Regions from separate parts of the Rattus norvegicus genome. Here region 2 is linked to region 1. Evidence: chromatin contacts called from public Hi-C data. All regions are on one chromosome and are shown on one strand. Each heading gives the region's core, a stretch centred on a gene start, on an enhancer-like site or on the middle of the called end of the contact. The rest is flanking DNA. Distances are from core to core; before and after follow the strand shown. Region 1 overlaps Tspan9 (tetraspanin 9). Region 2 has its middle 56 kb from the start of Tspan9.

Region 1 (5,145 bases), core at 870-3,369:
CCCTTTGGGCCACCCACTTCACAGTGACCTTGGGATGGAGATAGTGCCTCAGGTGTGGTTCCAGGCTGTATCCCTGGGTCTTCCCTGCTGTAAAAATCACGGCTATCTGGGTATAGATGAGTGCTGGTGAGAGCTGCTGTCCCCCGAGCCTACCTTAGCGTGAAACACTAGCCTAGCGCCAGGCCTATGGCCATGTAGGTTACTGGATTTGGGGTAGCCTGAGGCACCATGCTATTTCCTGCTGAGCATGGGGGGTTGGCATATCCAGAGGTCACGGAGTTCCCCTCCACCAAAAGGCCATTGTAGTCTAATGCACTAACCTAGAGGCCATGACTGATTTATCAGCATTCTTCATGGGACATTCTCCTGGGCTTGCCTTGTCTGTGTTAGCCTGTTATCTCCCGTGTATTCAAAACTACGGGGACGATCCAAAGAGCAATTGTGTACCTGTTGTCTAGGGCCTAGAGCTGAAGCTTTCAGTCTGGGGACCCAGACCCTGATTGCTGCTGCCAAGAACCAACAGTTAACTGGTTGGATTGGTGAAAGCCCGGGAACACAGGATCACAAGCGTATTCTGGTGTACCTTCTCCCCGACCCCTGCCGGAGTCCCATCTCATTTGAGGCCGGTGACCACCAGGCTGGGGAGAGCTCTTGGCCGAGAAGGTGCCTGATTGGGACGAAAGCACACTTCTTCCAGAGTGTGCCGCTGTGGGATGGGCAGCAGTGGCAATCAATGTTTATGGACTATTGAGTGATCACTCTTCCTTACACAGCTGGCAGGGGCTCTGTGTCATCTGGGGCTCTTTGGCATCCCAGCTACATATCACCTTGTCCTTCGTGGGGCCATTCTTCAAGCTTCATGCTTTCAGGTCATGAGCACGTTTGAAGGGCAGGTGTGGCACCCCCACCCATCTTAGTGCCCAGCCACACAGGACACTAGAGGCCATTTCAACAGCTGGAGAGACACTAGCTTCTGAGAAAGCTGACGGACCTGGGAAGAGTGCAACGGGGCAGCCGCCCTGGGCAGGTGCCCTTTCCTCCTGGGGGGATGAACCTAACTTTAGGGCTGTGCTGGGCAGCACAGAGTGGGTGGCGAGTAGTCCTTGCCCCTTGCTCTGTAGGAACAGCATCTTGCTGCACTCTTCAGTGGTCTTTGAAGCCCAGGGCGGATCCAGATTCTCCTGTCCACACTGGGTCATCCTTGAGTCCTACTAACCCCATGTAAAGAGCAAGTGGAGCTGATCCCAAAGGCCAAAGCCAGACCCCCAAAGTCCCATCAGAGGAGTCATACTCCAACAAAGGCAGCAATGACTGTGACCCTCCCAGAGCCGAGAGGACAACAAGCCCCTTAGAGCCACAGGTGGGAGGTGGTGACTGGGTTTTGCCTCTGCCTAAGCCCTTAACACACAGAGAAGAGTGAAGGATGATACTGTCCTTGGGCCTTGCAGGATTGTCCTTGCCGTGGTTTTTCCCCTCCCCACATAGGTACTGGAACATGACTGGGCTCACTTTCTACTGGGGGAAGGGGTTGTCAAGAAATTAGGGGGAGGGGGTTGTGGAGAAATTAGGGAAGAGGTGACAAGGGTGTGTGAAGAGACTTGACACTCTGGAGTCATATTTAAGAGCAGCAGTCTCAAGATGTGCGTGTGAACACACACACACACACACACACACACACACACACACACACCAAGCACAGTATTCTTAACTTCAGTACAGAACCAGCCTATGCTGGAATCATCAAAATGTAACTGGGTTGTAGGTCGCAGGTGCCTTATGCAATGTGTATTTGGAGGAAAATTAGGCTTAGAAATATGGGTGCGATCTCCCTGTCACCTCTAAGGTGGGGACTGTGGAGTGGAGCTGTGAAGAAATTGGAGGCCTGTGAGGAAAACAGCATCCAGTGAAGAATGACCAAGGAATAGTTCCATTCAGTTTGAAATTCTGCACACACTCAATGGGAGGTCAAGCTGCCGAGGCTACCAGTCAAACCAATGGGGCTTATGCTGGGCTCGAGAAACGTAGAGCTTCAAGTGTGGGAGGGAGAGGTATCTGTCTCTGCTAGCCCCCTCCAGTTAGAGTGACTTTCAGTGTGAGACAGATGAGCAGCACAGGGTGACTCAGAGGTGAAGGATGTAGAAGCCCTTTCCTAGGCAGGGAGGAGACTTGGGAGAGAGCGTCACTAAGTACACATGTTCAAATATTTAAAGGCCTGTCACACTTGTTTTTGGCGAGCTTCTCGGGAATGAGGAGTGATGCATGCTAGCCACAGGGAAGCGGGATCTAAGTTAATAGACTCCTTCCCTGGAGTCACATGGAGGGGACTAGAATGCATACTGAAGGCAAACGCTCAGATCAGATCGGGGGGGGGGGGGCTTCATGGCTGCCTCCCCTCTGGCCCTTGCAAATCTCCACAGCCACCATCCTCCTGCTGGCTGAGTGACTTTGGCAGAAGTCTCTGACTTTGTCCTCTGTTTTCCCTTGGTATGGAATTGGAAACGTGCTCCATGGCTCCCCTGCTCACCAGCCACCAGCCGTCTGTCTCTCTTTATGGCCATGAGAATGAATGAGCTGCAGAGCCCTCGGAGGCAGGGAAGAGAGCCGCTTGCCATATAAAGTGGCAGCCCCTCCCTCCCCCACCTTGGCGGATCCTCTCTGCTCCCCTCTCTGCTCCCACTGCAAAGTCCTTAGCAGGTCGGCATCTTTCAGGGCCGGGCGGACTCTTACAGGCGCCAACGGCTCAGGTGGTGCAGTTAAAATCCTACGATTGTCTTCTCATTGCCACATCTGCTAATTGATGAAATGCCATCATGTCTTGGGCACCGGGACAGCTGTGAGCCCTTGTGTTCTGATGTCTTCTGCTGGCCAAGGGGGTTTGAGGAGGCCCGGGATGGTGCAGGGCCACTGCTGGAATCCACATCCAAGCCCGAGTCTGGGGCAGCTTTCTTCAGGTGTAAGACGTAGTGGGCCTGAAAGTTAGTGGTGTGCAGGGCTGTGTTAGGCTGGGGCAGGCAAGCACACCCCAGCCATGTCAGGAGCTGCTGAGGGGATACTGGAGCTTCCCAAAGTGGAGAGGACAGGGTATATAGGGAGCTTCTTTTTTGAGTGGTGTGCATGTACCCCTGTTCCTGAGCTGTGCCTTGCTCAGGCCTCTTGACCACTCAACTGCCCACCCACCCACTCACCAGTTCAGTTCCCAAAGCATTCAGTGTTCCAAGTATTTTCTGGGCCCTGCAGTGGAAGAACAATGGAAAACTATGAATCTGGTCCTCAAAAGGAGCTATGTTTTTTGTGACAGAAGCCTGGGGTTGGGGCTAGGATGAATTCATGACCTTGGCCTGGATCAGTCCACCCTGGGAGGGCCTGCCTTTCCCTTGTGAAAGGCTGGATGGTGGAGGTGATGTAGAGTCACCAGACAGAGGTGAATTTGGAGCAGCCATGGCCTGGAGAAATGGGGTTTCTGTGTGAATGTCCTACCTGGAGGCAGAAACGAGCCATCAGTCTAAAGCTACCTGAAGATGAGATTCAGCAGCTAATATGTGGCTAACAGTGTGGGGAATTTGGTCGCAGGACTAGCTTGGTTGTGTCCACATTCCTTTTGGGGTCTCACTTTACCTGCTAGACATGTGCCAGGTAAGTTTCTAGGAGACTAGAAAGCCTGAGGCAGGCTGAAGGACTCGTCTCCTTTATGGAGCCTGCACCTTTCCTTTTGCAGGACCAGGGCAAGGTCCAGATGGCTGCAATGCATGGACAAGGCCGGGGCACCGTTCTAGATCATGAAGATTTATCCTGAACAGAACAGACCTAAGCCCAGCCTTGATGGGCTGGGTGCAGACTTTAGGTTAGGGGTTTGTCTTGTCAAGTCCTCTGTGGGTTTCCTTGCAGCCCTGAAATGAAAGGCCCTGTTTGAATGAGCTACAGAGGAAGTTTGCAACTTAGAAGCCTCTTTAGCTTGCTGATTAGAGACAGGTTCCAACCAGTCCTGGACCGCTAGAGGAGGCTGAAGACCTCTTCCTCGGAGCGTGTATTGGCTGGATCCTGATATTCCTGAGTCACTCGGCCTCGCCCTAGATTCTTCAGTCTCCGATTCTATGGCCGCTCGGTCATCTCAGCTGAGACAACCCTCTGTTTTTAGAAGGGAATTTTCTCGAATGCCACTTACTAAGCTCGCTGGTACCTTGCCTTGGCCTAGCCACCAAGGCCTTATGTTTCCTGAATGGTACCCACCACAGGGATGGGGTGGTTCCCTCCCCCCCTCCTGCCTCACCCTGGCCCTGGTACTCTGACTTTAGAGCTGGTTTCCTGTTTTCATGGCCCCCCAGGTCTTGTTCCCCAATCCCACAGTAAATTTGTGTCTGCAGTCACCACCTCTGTCTTGCCCACAGTCATCTACTAGATGTGAGCTCTGGCCGGCTTCTGACCTGGCTTGAAGCCTCCTAGAGCCTGTACCATCTTACCATCTTCTTCAGGGTTGTGAGGGAGAATGGGAGTGCTCTCCCCAGTGGCAGTGTTCTCAAGGAATTAACTGGCACCTGGGCTGGAGAGGGGGCTGGAGACAGCCCCCCCCCTTTGGTATCAGGTTAAATAGTGTCTTGTGGTAGCTTATTGTGAGCACTGTAGCTTGTTCAACTGTGTCCCTTGGTCTCTGTGCTCTACATGCCCAAAGCTTCCCCTCTGCTCTCTCACCTCAGTTGTGACACGTCACAACTGAGACCTCAGAAGTGTCTCCAGGTGTCTCCAGTAAGCATGAACTCTCCTCCCTGAGATCCACTGGTCTAGGGGCAGAGGCAGCATTCCTGAAGCTTGGCTAGATCTGGGCTAGAAGTGAACAGAGTGGAGGGCTAATCCAAACCACAGTTTAAAGAGAATCTGGCCTCAGAGAGCTACAAGGTACACAAGACCCAAGAGAGGAAAGAGATAGTTTGAAAAAGGGCTCCAGCCACTTTCTGTAAACTGAAAAGCAGGTCCAGGACATTCAGACAGGTCTAGTGTGGATGGGGGCTGAGGCAGGATGTCTTAGTGCTTGGTACTGGCAGGCAGGTCTAGGGAGTGGCAGAAACAGAAGGAGTAGCACCTGAAGCTACAGAGTGGGGGTTGTCCCAGCCTGGCAGTGTCTTCCTCTTCTCCCTCGGTGTCCTTAGCTGG
Region 2 (5,145 bases), core at 1,753-4,252, 120 kb before region 1:
CTCTTTCTCTTCCTCCTCCTCCTCTTCTTCCTCCTCTTCCTTCCCCTCCTTCTCTTCTTCCTCTTTCTCTTCCTCCTCCTCCTCTTCCTCTTCCTCCTCTTCCTCCTCTTCCTCCTCCTCCGTCTTCACCTTCTTTGCCATCTTTTCTTCTTCCCGTTGGCTGTAGACTCTTAGCCTCGTCCTGTTGGGTGGTTATTCCTCCCACTAAGGTTCTGATGAGGACCCTGGCTACTGGCACAGGGTGCCTTTTCCTCACCTCAGGGCAAGGTCAGATCCACTCAGTTATTGCTGGCTCCAACCTGAATGCCCCTGTCCCCCTATAGGAGTGTCCTGAGAGGCCCAGGAAGAGCCACACTTCCAGAGCCAGCAGCTGTTTCCTCTGAGCTCCCTAAACCACCTCGCAGTTCTCTCCCCTGTCATTCTATGTAGAGTGGTGTCCCCATACACCACAGGTTTATGGTTTCAGGCCTATTTTTGACCACAGAATCAAAGCTCCCCATGAAGGAATCCTAGGCAGGGATAAGCAGGTGGAAGAAGTATTTTGGGGCTCTGAGAGTTTATTCAGAAGCCCCTTCACCATCTGAGGATGACAAACTTCCCACCATGGTCCCTTCTGCTGAGGTCTGTCCCCACCCCCCTTCTCCAGACCTAGCTGCCTCAACAGGCACCTTCCACCTGGGTAGGGTTGAGGTAGTGACACCAGGTATACTCCATTTACTTAAACAGTGACGTGGCTGTTACATGAAAATTTCCTTGCTGTGAAAGATATGATAGCACCCAGGCAAGATGTGAGAGCCTCTGTTCCCTGTGAGGCTTCCAATCATGGTGCCCGTCTGTGGGAGATCACACGTGTAGCTTGGTGTGGATTGAGGATTCGTCCAGATCTTCGGCTCTCATCTCAATTTCAAAAAGGCCATTTGAGAGTACTCGGTGGGGGTCAGCGTGAAAATAACTTTCTGGAGAGGAGAGAAGAGAGGAGAGGAGAGGAGACGGGAGGGGAGGGGAAGAGATGAGAGGAGGCAGAACTGAAGGCCACCTGCTGAATAGCTACTGTGATGGAAGGATGGCACTGGCTAGCCACCCTGGTCAGTTCCTGACAGGACACTCACTGACCCTGCAGTATAGAACTGTCCTGGGTCTTGGTTCCTTAGCTACCAATGGTATTAACTCTGCCATTGTGAGAGGTGATCCTTGGAGCAGCTCCCAGAGGGTGTCACATGAGGTTGGCCACCCTGACCTTGTTGGAGGTGAAGCTCCAGGCAAGTGCCTTCCTTCTTGTGCGAGCCAGTATTGACCTTGAGTCTCCATCCCCCATGCTGTGGCTAAAACAGAGCTAAACAAGTCACAATGTTAAAAATAGCCTCACCCCTCACTTACATGTACAGCTTGCTTCTTGCAGAGTGAATGGGTGATGGATTCGCACTGTCTTCCCAGTTACCCAAATACCAAGTTGCCAGTTACTGATATCTTAGTATAAGTTAATCTTGTAGATATTTTGCCCTCAAAAGGACCCATGTAATGATCCTTTGTTGTACAAGTGGGGGCATGTTAAGGTTTTAGGGGGAAGGAACTTGCCAGGCGTTTGACACAGACATTTAGGGCTCAACCAGATCAGATCAGATTATGTCTGTCTTGTCACTTGGATGGGCCAGGCAGCCTAAGGTTCTTGAGGGCCTAGTCTTTCTCAGGATAGCTGCTTTAGAGTGGAAGGTTGCTCAGCTTTCAAGGCCCACAGGCAAGCTGGCAGAGAGATGGCCTCCTATAAGACAAGAAGGAAGGAGGCCTTGGGACAGTGACAGCTAGCTCTTTTGAGCTCGCAGTCTTCCAAGGTGAGGAGTATGGATATCTGAGGTCTAGGCCACACTACGAGGCCAGCTGCCTATCAGGAAGGCGGCCACTAGTGAAGATGAAGTAGAAAAGATGGATGGGTGAACCAGTGACTAGGGCCCGGGATGGAAGAATGGGCGAGGTGATGTGCAGTGCGGAAGAGGCAGCCATGCTGGCACAGATGGGGAGGGAGGGGCTGCATGAGGACAAGTGTGCAGCCTGGGGTTTGCCTGGCTGGGGCGAGTGACAGGAAAAGCAGCTGCAAGGCACCGGAGGAGGAGAGGAGGAAAGGCCACCCAGGACAGTAGCCATGGTCAGGACTGACATCTTGTTTTGCTGCCGGTTCAGGCCACATCGCCATGCCGACCTTTCTGCCCTTTCTCCTAAGCCCTTGGGTGGACAGCCAGCACATCTTTTGTTTTGTGCGGATGTTGTGACGTTTTTATCTGGCACCCACGACTCCTGCCTAGGTTCTACTTCACCTGGTCTCAGTCCAGGCATGGTGGGGAGGGGGATATGGTCCCGGAGACTTCTTGGTGGCCTTGCTCTGTGCCTGCTCTTCCAGCTGCTGGCCACTAGATGGTAGCAGGAAACCTGTTGGTTTCCCCCAGCAGGTTGTTTTATCCAATCTCTTCTGGCCTTGTGCCCCTCTGCCTCAGTCTCAAATCGCTCACGTCACGGGTTTATGGATGGCCCTGAGGCCAGGCTGAGTGAAATGAAGCCGCTGCAGTCTACTTTGGAGAAGTGGCTGTCTCAGGGCATAGTCCCAGGTTTGGAAGTGGTCTTTCAGCACCCTACTTGTGACCAAACCCTTTGAAAGGAGCTCCTGCTGTAGACTAGAGTACTTGCTAGCCATGATTCTAGGGCTCTATGGGGGCCAGAAGCAGAGAACGGGGCTCTGAGGAAGTCGAAACTGCCCCCTCCCCACACACACCTCAGCTTGGTGGCTTGTGTGAATGGTGGATGGTGCTGGTCGTGGAGGGAGGGGCTAGCCTAGGGAGGGGCTAGCCTGGGGAGAGCAGCAGTAAAGGTCAAGGCTTTCCAGCAGCAGGGGACACACAGCAATAGCAAACTCCCTGGAAGCTCAGCTTAAGTCCAGAAGTGGGCGGAGTCTGTCGATTTCACGGAGTATCTACTCCCAGCTGCCCCTGGCACATGTAGCCTTAGATCTGTGCAGGCTAGTCCCATGGGGTGCCAAGCCACGCCCCATTTCAGGTTCAGCACCCATTTAGTACTCTGGGTGTTGTTTCTGGGACTGCAGTTTTTTCTGGCCTCAGAGCTCATGTCTTTCCTACAATTTGTGTCAAGGACTGGGCTGCCCTTTTGAGACCTATGCTGGGCACTAGAGGCTCAGAGAGGTCAAGGGCATGTTCAGCATTTCCAAGATAAAATGCTGAACTGGCCATTGATCCAGAGGCTGGGGCATTTTTTATTCTTCCTGTGATGATCAGCTTTGCACGTGGCAGGGTTAGTGGGTGAAAGAGAACTCTCACCAGGATACCAGAAATGGGGAAACAATCTGTCACTACCTCCACCTACTACCTCTAAGTACCCTACTCATCTATACCCCAAACTGTAGGCAGGGATGGGTTCCCTAGTTGCTCTTTGGAGCTACCAGGTGGCCCCAGCTGCCAGAGCTTTCTATTGGTCAGTGATGCTACGTAGGTATCCGGTAGGGGAAGATAGTGTATGGTGGGGTGCCTATAGAGCTGGTGGTGCTGCCCAGGCCTATCCGTGGTAATGGCTCTCTCTGGGACCCCTTCCCAGGTGGCCTCCCCATGTGACACTGTCCATGCTGGGAACATAGACTGTGACTCTTCATGTCAGTGCCCTCTGCAAGCTGGGTATTTCTGAGGTCCCAGGCTGGGGTGCTAGGTCCTTGTGTAGGCATGCGAACTTTATCAGAGGTCCTCCGCCTGTGTGAAGGGCTCAATAGGAAGTTCCTTGTACACTTCTATCCTAACCACCAATGTTTGTCCTCAGAGCCTGAGTCAGGTCCTGACCTCCTGATATCCTGAGTCCCAGGCCCCTCTCTCTGCTTCTTGGCTCTGTCTGCAGCCAGCTTTGTCACAGAGACCCCTGCTCTGCCTTCCACAGGCCTTGCTTCAGGGTCTGTGTCCGCCCCAGGCCTACCTGCATATGGGCTCAGTGGAGTGCCCGCTGCGTGCTGCCATTTCAAAGGCCTCTGCTTTCCTCGCCCCCTCCCTCCCAGCCAGCTTGGCTGTGTCAGGCCTCCTTCCAAGGCTCCAACATCCTGCTTGGCTTGCGTCCCCCAACTCCAGCTGCAGCTTCCCTGTTGTGCTTCTGGCACAAGGCATGCTGGGGTGTGTGTGTATGGGGAGGTTCCTTCCCCTTGGCCTCTCTTCTCCCTGTTACATCAGCTTATAGCCAAATACCCCTGGGGTCTGCTAAGGGAGGGTTTTTCATTAATTTTTTTTCCAATGGAAATAATTCCACCACTTGTCAGAGGGATTTTTGCATGCATCTCTTTAGGGGGGTTGACTTTCTCCCCCCTTTCTTTCCCAGCCTCTGAGATGCTCTTGAAGTGGGCAGCTTTGTTTCCTTAGCCAGACTGTGCTAGCCTGGGCTGGTGAGGAGGGTAGTTTGGGGTCTCTGAGCCCAACATTAGGTTATCTGGGTCCTGACTGTCCTGCTCACTGGCTGTGTGACTTTCATGATCACCCTCACCCTCTCTGGGCCTGGGCCTCCTGGTCCTTCATTTGCCCTGTGTTGGTGGTGAGAGGTTCTCTGGTTCTCTGGCTTCTGGCTTTGATATTGTGATTGTATCAGATTGGCCCTTGTTCCGGGGTCTGGTGCTGCAAGAGGCCCCGGAAGTGTGCACACTTGTGATGGATCACGGATAGACGTCCTCAGTGCTCAGGAAGCAGTGGAGTCTAGGGCCTGGCCAAGAATGAGCAGGTCTCTGGCTGGTTCCTCCTGACCATGTCAGGGATCCCTGAAAGGGAAGAAGCCCTCTAACTCTGTTGTAGCCAGCGTAGCTCCTCCTGGCCTCTCCCCTCTGTTCCTTCTCTTTGCCTGCCTTCCCTCTACCCTGCTCCCCATGCCCTGCCCTGGTTGATGGCTTTGAGTCGCCAGCCATGCAGGTACGTAGGTCCTGGTTACTGCCCTGTCCTTCTACTCTTCTCTGCTCTCACCCAGCTCTCAGCTCAGAACCAGGCCTGGCTGCTGGTGACCTGAGAAGGGAGCCCCTCCAGGCACTTAGGCACAGCGATTAGCCCTCCCCCTCCCGCCCAGGGCCCACATCTGGCCAAGGGCTCAGTTTTCCCAGCTGTAAATTGCCTCCCGCTGCCCCTTGGC

The links. Hi-C and Micro-C count contacts between places; a contact is called where the count stands out from the background.
Region 2: a Hi-C map of the A7r5 cell line shows a contact between it and region 1, with 7 times the contacts expected there. The contact joins two enhancer-like sites. A contact is called at or near these places in 9 of 12 Hi-C or Micro-C datasets (the A7r5 cell line, the Rat2 cell line, Schwann cells and 5 more) and 1 of 1 datasets of contacts at active chromatin or transcription factors (oligodendrocytes).

Annotation. Positions count from the first base shown.
Region 1 is chr4:162,509,690-162,514,834 of GRCr8, reverse strand. The region is part of intron 1 of Tspan9 (tetraspanin 9); the gene reads left to right. Among named protein-coding and RNA genes, the nearest start is that of Tspan9, 62 kb to the left of the region's middle. Within about 2 kb of position 2,119, at least 8 of the 93 cell types and tissues checked have an H3K27ac peak or open chromatin away from gene starts, as enhancers often do. A contact at or near this core is called in the A7r5 cell line, where this site is marked.
Region 2 is chr4:162,628,083-162,633,227 of GRCr8, reverse strand. It overlaps a transcript of Tspan9 not described here. Among named protein-coding and RNA genes, the nearest start is that of Tspan9, 56 kb to the right of the region's middle. Within about 2 kb of position 3,002, at least 22 of the 93 cell types and tissues checked have an H3K27ac peak or open chromatin away from gene starts, as enhancers often do. A contact at or near this core is called in the A7r5 cell line, where this site is marked.